2 separate regions of the Sus scrofa genome follow, and region 2 is linked to region 1. A link is a contact called in public Hi-C data. All regions are on one chromosome and are shown on one strand. Each heading gives the region's core, a stretch centred on a gene start, on an enhancer-like site or on the middle of the called end of the contact. The rest is flanking DNA. Distances are from core to core; before and after follow the strand shown.

Region 1 (5,600 bases), core at 2,699-5,198:
AATGACTAATGGGGTTTCATTGGGCTTGGCACCTCTAGGGTTGCCAATCTTAGTTCTCAGCTAACTATACCAGGTCCTACAGCACCCTCCATTTGCACCTGTGTTTAGATGTAGCACACACTGATGTTAATAGTAGTCAATATTCCCCTTTCTGCATGTTTTGCGTGAAATGTGTGTACTTTTACCAATAGAAGCCATTCCTCTGTCTCCGCTGAGGCCAACCTCCCCCCCCTCTATAAAATAAGGGGGGAAAAAGTTGAGGAGGAACTGACAGATCTTTTCAAGATTCCTACTAACTGCAGCTTTTTTAAAGTGTTGCTTCCAGGGAAAACACCAGAATCTACAAAAGCTGAGCGGTTCTTCCCTCAGGGCTGCTGTCAGGGAGAAACAGGGCCTCCCTGAGAGCACACAGACCAGGCTGGAGGAGAAAGGCCCCTTTCACACCCACTGAGCCCAGCGCCCCTCCTCCTTCAGGCTCTCTCCTGGGCATTCTCCTCCACTCCTACCACAACGCCAGAAGGTGGGACAAGTCACCTCATGGGCAAAACCCACAGCCATGTGTCCAGCCAAACAGCCGGGACTAGTTACAGTGCACCTGGTGACAGGATTTCAGGCCTTCAGATGAACAAAGAGGCACAAGGGCAGGGCAGGGGGAAACCCTAGGCCCCCCAGACCACCCCTCTCCTTTTATAGACTGAAGAAACCAAAGCCCAGAGGGGAGAGGAGATTCACCCCACGTCACTCTACTCCCTACAAATCCCCTCCAACCCCACCTCTAATCAAATAAGGCCCTTTAACGTAACATCTGTCCAGTTTTGTTTTGTTTTGTTTTGCTTTTCAGGGCTGCACCTTAGGGACACGGAGGTTCCCAGGCTAGGGGTCAAATCGGAGCTACAGCTCCTGGCCTACACCACAACCACAGCAATGCAGGATCTGAGCCGCCTCTGCGACCTATACCACAGCTCACAGCCTCGATGGATCCTTAACCCACTGAGCGAGGCCAGGGATCGAACTCACAACCTCATAGTTCCTAGTCAGATTTGTTTCCACTGCCCCACGAAGGGAACTCTCATCCATTCAGTTTTTTGATGACTAGAGTTCAAAACAGAGTAGGAAAACTGAAGCTGTGCAAAGCCAAGTCAAACCGAGAAAAAAAAAAAAAAAAAAAAAAAAAAGACTGGGGAAATATGGCTCTCTCAAAAGGGGCACTGTTTAAGCCAGCAAAAGGGAGAGGCTGTCTCTTGAGTATGAAAGGTTTGAGCGAGGCTATGCTGGCTTGAGGGTGGGGTGGGGGTGGTGGCTGCCAGCATCTAGAGTCAGGCAATTAAGACTGAGTGAGAAGAGAATGAGAAGGGATGAGTTTGAAGGAAAGCTTCAGAGAACACAGATGGACAGAGAGACGGTCTCAGCTTAGGGGTAGGACAGGGCAGTGGGGCATCTATCCTAGAACTCATAGGGTTTCAGCCCAAATGACTAAGAAATTGCCCACCTCAATCATGGAGCCATACCTTGTTCGGAAAACCTTCCTGGTTCCCCACTGCATTGCTAAACTTTGCACCGTCAAATCCGGCGCCCAGCATCCAAGACTCCAGCTGTCCTTTTCCGTCTCATTCACCTACCATCTCCCTCTCCCAGACACTGCTCTCCAAATGCACAGAACTTCCCAACCTTCTGTCTTTGCTTATGGCCCTGCTTTCACCTGGAATGCTCTCACATTTTCTTGGCCTGCTAAAAACCTCCACCAGTCTTTAAAGAATTGGGGAAACAGAGGCTCAGACCCAGAGAACAATGTGGCAATGAGCTCCCTGAAAGCAAACACAGTATCCTCTTCTGTCCTAATCATCCTCATACTTCACGGAGCCCACACCCAAGCTGCTATTTAACAAAAGGCAGAGATAGTCCCTGGAATCCCTATCAGCTCTGGAACCAGAGAAATCAGTTGTAAAGTGATAAACTGGACACAATTTAATCTGAGCTTTAACAGGGAGACTGATGTCTCAAGAAGGGTCAGCTCCAGTCTGCCAGATATCAACAAGGAGCAGAGGGGCAAAATCCTATTTTCTCTGCCTCTGGCCCACCTCTGGTCAGAGAGGCACAGAAACTGAGCCAACCTTCTGTGGGTCAAGCTTTAAACTTAGCCCTCCCTGCAAGAAGTTTGAAGGAGACACTGGACTCTGACTTGTCCAACTCAATGTATCGAGTCAGCAGAACTGGGTGTTCCAGTGAGGTCTCAGCAGGCCAGGAGCTCATCAAGCCCCCACAGTTCGTGTGTTAATGAGGCCAAATGTTGTGGTCCCGCTACTGTTTCCTCCCATGCATTCAAGGGACATTAAGTGACCAACTCACCGCCACGACATCTAGTTCGGATGCCTAGGAGAGTGAGATCAAGGAACTCTCCCCCTTTCTAGGTTAGAACTATCTTGAGGAAGCAGCTCAGTGACTATTTCATCAGTTCTTATAAATCTTAAGAGCGTTCACTTTTTTTTACATTACCCTTGAATTCCACCCCAGTTAGAACTCTCCCACACAAGGATCTCTTACGCCCACCCCAGCCATCTGGTTGCAGGGAGGCAGAAATCACTACTGGGTGTATGGTCACTTTACACACAGTTATGAACGCAAGTCAAGATCCCAGCCAGCTGGCCACCAGGAGGAAGTCCCAGGGCCACCCTACACAGGCCCCAAAGCCCCATGCTTCTGCTACCCATTGGGAGTGACTGTGTCCATAGAGAACAAGATATGACTGTCAGTCAAGGTTTCAGAGGAGGCCTAAGGGAAGGAACTGTGCAAGACGGGCCTCAACACCTCCACTTTTGTCAGGGAATCGTTACTGGCGGAATGACGCCAAAGGTCTCAGACAGAGAGAGAAAAAGCTTTGGAAGCAAATCCAAGTCTCCTCAGAGTCTTCCTCCCCTGGTACCCAGCATAACCTCTGAAATTCTCATTTCTTTCTTTACTGTCTGTTGTCCTCACCCACCTACCCCATCCCCCAATGGATCTTGGTTCCACGCGGGTAGGACAGCCACAGAGCAGGCAGTGCCTGGCACCAAGAGCAGCTCAATGATAATGGATGAATTCAGTTCAACAAGTGAACCGTGTTTGAGGGCCTTACTTTGTGCCAGGTGCCCGGCACCAGTGGGCGAAGGGATGGGAGTCGAGGGGGAGGGCGGGGGCGGGTAGGCATTCTCTTGTTTTAGCCAGGGTTGGCGGAATGAAGGTAGCCACGCGGGTGGGAGGAAGCCTAGCCGGCGGACCCCAGCAGGGAACAGCTGCTACTCTTCCAGCCTCCTCCGGCCCTCCCGCCCCACGGGCCCCGGCGCCTGTGCTCACCCGCTGCAGCTCGAGCTCGATCTCGCCAGCCTTGAGCACGATGGGTCCCCGCACCGCATACTCCACCGCCTTCACCTGAGGGTTCATGGACTCGAGGGTAAGGATGCGCTCACGCCGGCTCCGTTCCGGCCGCACCTTGAGCACTGCCGAGGCCTCGGCGGCCGCGCTGCTCTGACTACGGCCCCAGGGACCGAGGGTCCGGGGGCAGCAGCCCCGCCGGACCAGCGCCGCCGCTCGCTGCATCGCGCGCCCGCCCAGAGAAACCTTGGCACAAAAAAGGAAAGAGAACAAACACCTCGCGCACAGCCCAAGACGGGCACGCGGGCGCCCGCCCCCAAGCCCAGCCAAGGGCTCTTTCAGCGAGCGGTGCCAGCCTGGCTACGGAGACTGGTGCCCATCCCCCGGCAACTGGGACCCTGCACCGCGCTGCTACAGAGCCAAAGCACTGCACAACTGGGTTCTGCAAAGGCTGCGCCCAATGCATGCACGCAACGTGCCTGTAGCCCCTGGCCGCCCCTCGCGTCGTCCGACTAGAGCGCGCGCCCGGGGCTGCTCCTCGGTTCTGGCACCCGCTGCCGCATCCCAGCACCCGCACCGCCCGGCCCCCTGCGCTCTCACACCCACAGCGGGCGAGTCCAGGCCTGCCCGCTGGCTCCTGGGTCTTGTAGTTCCCCAGGCTAGTTTTGGAGCAGAGGTGGAGAGCCACGAAACTACAAATCCCACAGTGCACCGCGCTGGCCTGATCCGTGGCCGAGCCAGAGGCGGGAGCGGTGGTCTGGCTCTGCTGCGAGCTGGGCGGGCTCTTTGTCAGGCTGAGGGGATGGGGATCCGGGAGGGGGTCTGGTGGTGCTGTCCTCCCAGCCTTCTGCGAATTTCGAGCTATTTGCAGCTTCTCCCTAGAGGCGCGTCACGTATTCCCCCACTCACCTCCTCCCCCAACACCTGCAAGGACGCAGGCTGAGAGATGGTGCAGTCCTCGCCCCAAGTTTCATCATCCAGGGCCTGGCGGTGGCTGTGGTCGCTCAACATGGACTGGTAGGAAGTGGGGGTTAGGAGTTTGGGACTTGACTGTCACCCTTACCTCTCTCAACGTCGGTTTCCTTGTCGGCAAAACGGAGATCAGTTCACAGCCTCTAAGGGTGTGGTGAAAATTAAGGGACTAGCACGGAGTTCCCTTGTGGCTCAGCAGGCTAAGGATTCCACGTTGTCACTGTCGTGGCTTAGGTTAGCGCTGTGGCTCGGGTTTCATCCACGGCCCAGAACCTCCGCATACCGAGATGTGCCCTCCGCCGACCCCTGCAAAAACAAAAACAAAAAAAGACCCGCGGCTGATGTATACCAGGTGGTCAGGCTTTTCCTGACAGCTGCATTTGAAACTCCACCTATATCACCCCTTAATTTCCTTTCTAGCGTCAAAAATTTAGACACTTTTTACTGACTCCCCCATTAACCATGTAAGCCCCAGGCGGCAGGGACGGCGTTTTTCTTGTTCAGTGTATTCAGAGAATCTCTAAGTGTTCTCAGCACACAGTAAGCACTGGTAAACATTTTTTGAAAAATAAATGCTCAGCTCAAGGCAGCTATTCTTTTTGGCAGAGGTGTCTGTAGGCAAAGGCATCCTGGCTTATCCAGAGTGAGAACAGGGCAAGAGTAGGAATGGAGACACCTGTTCTGAGACACCGAAACTGACAGAGAGGATGTAGAAGTCACTTCCCCTCTCTGAGCCTTAGATTCTCTATCTGCAAAATAAGTTGAATTAGATGACCTCTGAAATCCCTCCTGGGCTTGGAAATTCTGTGTCCAGGTGGGTTTAGGCAGATAAACAGGCTCTCACCCCAACACACACACACATTAGATTTGTGAAAATAGAGGGGGCTTAAAACACACAGCAGTAGGAGTTCCTGTCGTGGCACAGCGAAAACAAATCTGACTAGGAGCCGTGAGGTTGCAGTTTGATCCCTGCCCTTGCTCAGTGGGTTAAGGATCCGGATTGCTGTGAGCTGTGGTGTAGGTCGCAGACGCAGCTCAGATCTGGCATTGTTATGGCTCTGGTGTAGGCCAACAGCTACAGCTCCAACTGGACCCCTAGCCTGGGAACCTCCATATGCCACGGGTGCGGCTCCAAAAAGACAAAATAAATTAAACACACACACACACACACACACAGCAGTGTAAGGGAGAAGGTACTACTAGAAAATCTGGATTTGAATGTAAGTGCATATAGCCACTTACCACTTGGCTGACTTTGAGCTTTTGCAAGCCTCCTTTCC
Region 2 (5,882 bases), core at 2,339-4,838, 360 kb after region 1:
GTTTTTAAAAAGTAGTTGCCAACCTTTTAATATGGGAGATTTCTTATAAAAATCTAAATCTCTGGCTTCGCTTGGAAAAAACGTGACAACATGGGGTCCATTCCAACCACTTTCCATGGGACTTGCACTAATGTCCACTTCTCTTTGATTTTTATTTTTATTTTTTTGGTCTTTTATCTGTTACCAGGAGAGTGAGGGCCCAGAAGCCAAGGGAGGAAAGGCTGTGGTTGGTGTGTGTGTGTGTGTGCGCCCGCGGGTGCGCATGCTAGGCTGTCAATGTTGCAGCAGGTGCAGGGTGATGGAAGCCCAGTAGCAAACCACTGGCTGTTAAGAGAGGAGAGGAAAGCCGCTACCCCAGCGCAGTTTGGCACTATCCAGAAAGTGTGGAGGCGGCATCTCAAAATTGCAACTAAGCTTTGGGAAATATTTAGGGAAGGGCAGTGATTTTGAGTCCGTGTGTAGACAGCATATAAGGACCTAATGGTGATAAAGAGAGTGGACCCATTACTAGCACTGAGTCAGACCAGATATGTCAGTTGATCTTGAGTTCCTAGCCAGGGATCCATTCCCTGGAAGATATGAGGGGAGATTCCATGGCCTCTACAAAGGATCCTATTCTGCTCCAGTTATGGGGATGTAGTTTCCCCCTCCTTTTTTTTTAATGCTGTAGCCATAGCAACACCAGATCCAAGCTGTGTCTGAGATGCAACACCACAAATCAGGGCAATGGTGGATTCTGAACCCACTGAGTGGGGTCAGAGATTGAACCAGCATCCTCATGGATGCTAGGTGGGTTCGTTCCTGCTGAGCCACAATGGGAACTCCTTTTCCACCTTTTTTTTTTTACATGACCATTTTAAACAGTTCACTTGTCAACTACAGCTATATGTCCATCACCGTGATGAATACCATTATGACCACAAAATCAATAGAAGACACTCTCTAATGATGAGGAGCTTAATGTCTAGTTGGTAATTCCTATAGAAAGCAAACAAACAAGCAAAAAACCTAGAAACCAAAATAAGGGTGCATGATCATGTTATAGATTGTGTACAAATGTACCACATGGGACATTGAAGTATAAACAAAAGTTTCCCGAACCTTCGATTTCTCATATGTAGAAGGAAGAATTAATCCTCACTTCACAAGGCTGTTTGAAGATTAAAGGTTATAACTATTGTTATAGCGAAGAGCCAGGTACATTATATACTCTTAATAAATGTTAGTCAAAATATTAAAAAAAAAAAAGAGTGGAGATACAAAAAAGACTGGGAATAATGGATGCCACCCCACCTTAGGGCAGGTGGAAGGCTGTGATGGGCTGCAAGTGAAGGGATTGGAAAGGAAGAATTAAAAAGCCCTTTCCAGAGTTTCCTTGTGGCTCAGTGGGTTAAGGATCCAGCCCGGATTGCTGCTGTGGCACAGGTTGGATCCCTGGCCCAGGGAACTTCCACATGCTGTGGGTGTGGCCAAAACCAACCAACCAACCAACCAAAATCTTCTCCTTAGGATTAGGGGGAGGGCGCAGGGAAAGCAAACTCCCAAGATGTGTGCTCCTAAAAGGTCTCCACTTAGGGGAAAACTCTAAAACTTTCAATATAATCCATGCAAATATAAGTTTGGAAATGTAGCCCGTGTAATAAATGATTTGTCTTTAATAGAATTTGCAGCAGCACAGGTGTTTTTTTCTCTGACCCTGTGGCTGCATGTTCTTTTCCAAGACTTTTCCAGAAGCATTAGTTTGGGAATTCTCTTGATGACTGAGGAAATATTCTATAATTGAACTACTGAAGAGCTATGCTGTCTTCAAGGCCAGGGAAGAGGGCTGAGGAGAAATCCTGCCCCTTGTGGGGTTTGCGGGTGGAAGGGTTAAATGGAGAATTATAAGAAAGTCCCAATGCTAGTCTTGATTTTATTGTTGCGTGTGTTTTCACCTCCTGGTGCTCAACAAATATTTGTTCAGTGAACCAATAGCCATAAGGTCGACATTGTACTTGAGAGACAAAGAAATCTTGTTTCCTGGAGAAGCCAGCTGAATTAACTGCAGGTTGCTACAATCACCTCTCCTGGCTCCATTTTGTTTCAGCTGTGGGGGCATGAGAGACGCTAGTCCAAAGTTTTCCTTCAAGGCAGCAAGTGGAAATGTCTTCCCCGTGATAAATCTGTTATGACCAGGCTCTCGGCTTTTGGTGGGACTCAAACCACCATGTTCTGGTAGCCTCCGCTGTCCCTGGCCACCTCAGCTCCCACTACTCATGGCCTGGCAGAGGCATTAAAGGGTAGATGCAAGAATTTGACTGGTTTCTAATACAAGTTGTGCTGGGTTAAATTGGGCATTGCTTAATTGATTGGCGATTCCATTTGTTCATCTGTAGACTGGTAATAATTATATTTCCTGTCTCATCGGATGGCTTTTGAAGGTTGATTAAGATAATGCAGATACAATATGCAGGAAAGTATCTTGAACATAGTACTCAATAAATGTTAGCCATTATTACTGGAATTATAGTTATCTTTGATTAATAAGCATGGATAAAACATGCTTTTTATTTATTTTGCTTTTTAGGACTGTACCCGAGGCATACGAGAGCTGCAGCTGGTGGCCTATGCCACAGCCACAGCCACAGCCACAGCCACAGCAACTTGGGCTCCCCGCCAAGTCTTTGACCTACATCACAGCTCATGGCAACGCCAGATCCTTAATCCACGTAGTGAGGCCAGGGATTAAACCTTCATCCTCATGGATCTTAGTCAGGTTCATTACCACTGAGCCATGGCAGGAACTCCAAAACATACCTTTACATACTAGATATAACTTGACATTCTTTAAAAATATCTTTTATGTATAGGCAGTGAATGAAAGAGGGGAAGAGAGAAAAAATGAGAGAGAGATTGGTTTTTTTTTTTTGTTTTTTGTTTTTTGTCTTTTTAGGGCTGCACCCACGACATATGGAGGTTCCCAGGCTAGGTTAATCGGAGCTGTTGCTGCTGGCCTACGGCAGAGCCATGGCAATGCCAGATCCAAGCCGCATCTGCAACCTACACCACAGTTCACAGCAACGCCAGATCCTTAACCCACTGAGCGAGGCCAGGGATTGAACCTGCAACCTCATGGTTCCTAGTCGGATTCGTTTCTGCTGCGTCACGACGGGAACTCCCCAGAGATTGATTTTTGATGGTGAAAAGTTTGGAGCTGTCTAGGCCAATATACTGTTAGAACTGCAGATGATCTGTGAGGTGAAGTGACTTGCTCAAGTTAACACCAGTAATAATGGCAGAAACAAGTCTAAACAGTGTTTTTTGACTCTCAAGCCAGTGCCTTTTCCGCTCTACTCCATTTCCAGGTATGACTTGTCAGGTTTTCGCAAAACATCCCTAATTATGTCCTAATTCAACTTTGTTCAAGTGCCTTCTGCTCATCAAGAGCTTGGACCAGAATAGCAGTCCGCCCGGCCAGTAGATGGCGCCAAGGCACTGTCACTGGGGTGGGGGGAGGCTGAAGGGGGCGGGGCTCGTATGGAAAGAGGACCAGGCAAACTTTCTTTTAATTGGTCCAAGCGCCTAGGCCCATTGTCCAATCGGAAGCGCCTGCGTCATCACCTTACCCGGCTGGGCGGCCGCCCGCGGAAATTTGAAATGGGTGACGGGTTGCTGGCCGGTGGCGGCCTGGGGTCGGAGGCGATGGCGCCCGAGCGCACCCGCTGGTCAGCGGAGGAGCATCCGGCGCCTCTCGAGAAAGGTGAGTACCCGCCGAGTCAGGCCGGAGGAGCCGCTGCCTTCAGCGGACCGTGTCAGCGGCGGCCGGGGGTGGTGTCCAGACCCTCCGAGGGCGCTTGGGGCGTAGGCCTTCCGGACCCGGCTGGATTGGGTGGCGGCGGTGGCTGGGCGAGGCCCTGACTCACTCTCTGGACGTCGAAGTCGGACAGTACCCTTGGGCAGCTCCTGTCCTCCCTGCCCAATCTGGCCTCAGCTTCCTGGGGACCGGAGGGGGTTGGGTGGGGTTGCGAATTCCTACCCTGGCTGCCTGGGTGGGCCTCCTCGGGGCGTTTGTCTGTGCAGAATGGGCGCGTCTTTTTTATTTGCATCCTAAAGGAGATTATGAACTACACTCCCCTTTGGCGAAAGAGGAGAAATTTGTACGCTTGGCCTAGACAGCTGCACTCTACTTTAAAGGCAGATGACAGGCCCAGGGAGGGGAGCCAATTGGGGACAGTGTCTAAAGATAGAACCCAGGTCTGATTCTCACCTCTTACCTCTTCACGGAGATTCCACCCCACCCTCCACCCCCGATATTTTAAGCTGGTTCAGGTTTTGCTTCAGTATTTTCAGTTGTGTTGGTAGTGGAAGGAGTCCTGGAGAAAGAAGATATAAATGACTTGGAAAATTCCTCTACTAATCCCTCTTGTGGACTGTCAAAAGTCACTTGGCTTCAGTTTTCCCATCTGGAAAACAGGCAATGGTGCTATGGAGTGGTAAAGATGAAGTGAGATAATGTGTGAAAAGTGATACTTTCAAATTGGCTCTAAAGGATTGTGCTGTAGTAAGATATTTTTGTTGTTGTTAAGATACACATAACATAAAATTTACCATTTTAACTGTTTTTTAAGTGTACAGTTCATTGGTATTAAATACATCCAGATTGTTATGCAGCCATCACCACCATCCAGTCCCATAACTCTTTTCATCTTGTAAACTGAAACTATTCCTATTGAAAAATAACGCTCCAATCTCCCCTCCTCCCAGTCCCTGGCAACCACTTTATACTTTGTTTTTATGATTTTGGCTATTCTAAGTACCTCAATCAGTGGAATTACAGAATATTTTTCTTTCGGTGTCTGGATTATTTCCCCCAGCACAATGTTCATGCATATTCTAGCACTTGTCATAACTTCCTTTTTTTAAGGCTAAATTATTTTTCATCATATGTATATACCACATTTTACTTACCCATTCATCCATCAGTTACTTCTATGTGTTAGCTATTGTGGATAATGCTGCTGTGAACATGGATGTACAAATATCTCTTGGAGACTCTGTTTACAATCCTTTGGGTATATACCCAGAGGAGAATTGTTGGGTCATATGGTAATTGTATTTTTAAATTGCTAAGGAACCACCATACCAGTTTCCACAGAGGTAATACCATTTTACCTGCATACCAACAATGCATAAGGGTTTCTATTTCTCTACATCCTAGCCAACACTTGTTTTCCTGGTAGTTTTTCTTGGTTTTTTTTTTGGGGGGGGGATAATAACCACCTAATGGGTGTGAAGTGAAAGTATTATTTCTTTAACAAACATATCTGTATGTTATGTGAGGGGTATTGTTGTGGTTAACAACTAATTTGTTTAATTCACTTGATTGAAGTAGACATACGATTCTCACCTTCCCTTTTTAAAGGAGGTAACTGAGGCACAGAGATTGTCACACAGTAAGTAAGTAAGGTACTGATATCCTCGGAGGCTCAGGTGCATTGGTGTCTGTGAGCAGGAGACCCTTGTACACTTTGGTCATCTGTGGGGTCACATGATTCTGGTGGCCTGAACTGGGGCAAAGAATTGGAAGGAGGGAGGAAAGGAAAGAGAAATTAAAGGGGTGAGGGAAGAGAAAGACTGCTGCTAATAACAGCCTCAGACACCCTTCCTGGAACCGCTGGAAAGGACTTTGCCAGTCTAAATGCCACCCTCAGCATTGTTTATTTAATGGTCGTTTTGTCTATTAAAAACATCTTATTCCACAGAATTAGATATACCACTGGCCAAATAATGCCTTGTGAAACATAATTACATATAGCCCAGACCTAACACGATTAGCATTTTCTAATCCCTCCTTTAGCCACAGGCTTTGAAATTAGTGAGGAGGAACCTAGTAACTTTGGTGA

The links. Hi-C and Micro-C count contacts between places; a contact is called where the count stands out from the background.
Region 2: a Hi-C map of subcutaneous adipose tissue shows a contact between it and region 1, with 2.1 times the contacts expected there. The contact joins the promoter of SHCBP1 here to the promoter of GPT2 in region 1. A contact is called at or near these places in 1 of 5 promoter capture datasets (fetal skeletal muscle) and 5 of 47 Hi-C or Micro-C datasets (embryonic fibroblasts, epiblast stem cells, fetal skeletal muscle and 2 more).

The regions. Positions count from the first base shown.
Region 1 is chr6:37,665,747-37,671,346 of Sscrofa11.1, forward strand. GPT2 (alanine aminotransferase 2) reads right to left here and starts at 3,949. Exons shown (of 12, transcript XM_003126995.4): 1 at 3,828-3,949; 2 at 3,331-3,594. The coding sequence starts at 3,573.
Region 2 is chr6:38,026,281-38,032,162 of Sscrofa11.1, forward strand. SHCBP1 (SHC SH2 domain-binding protein 1) reads left to right here and starts at 3,589. Exons shown (of 13, transcript XM_021094249.1): 1 at 3,589-3,739. The coding sequence starts at 3,637.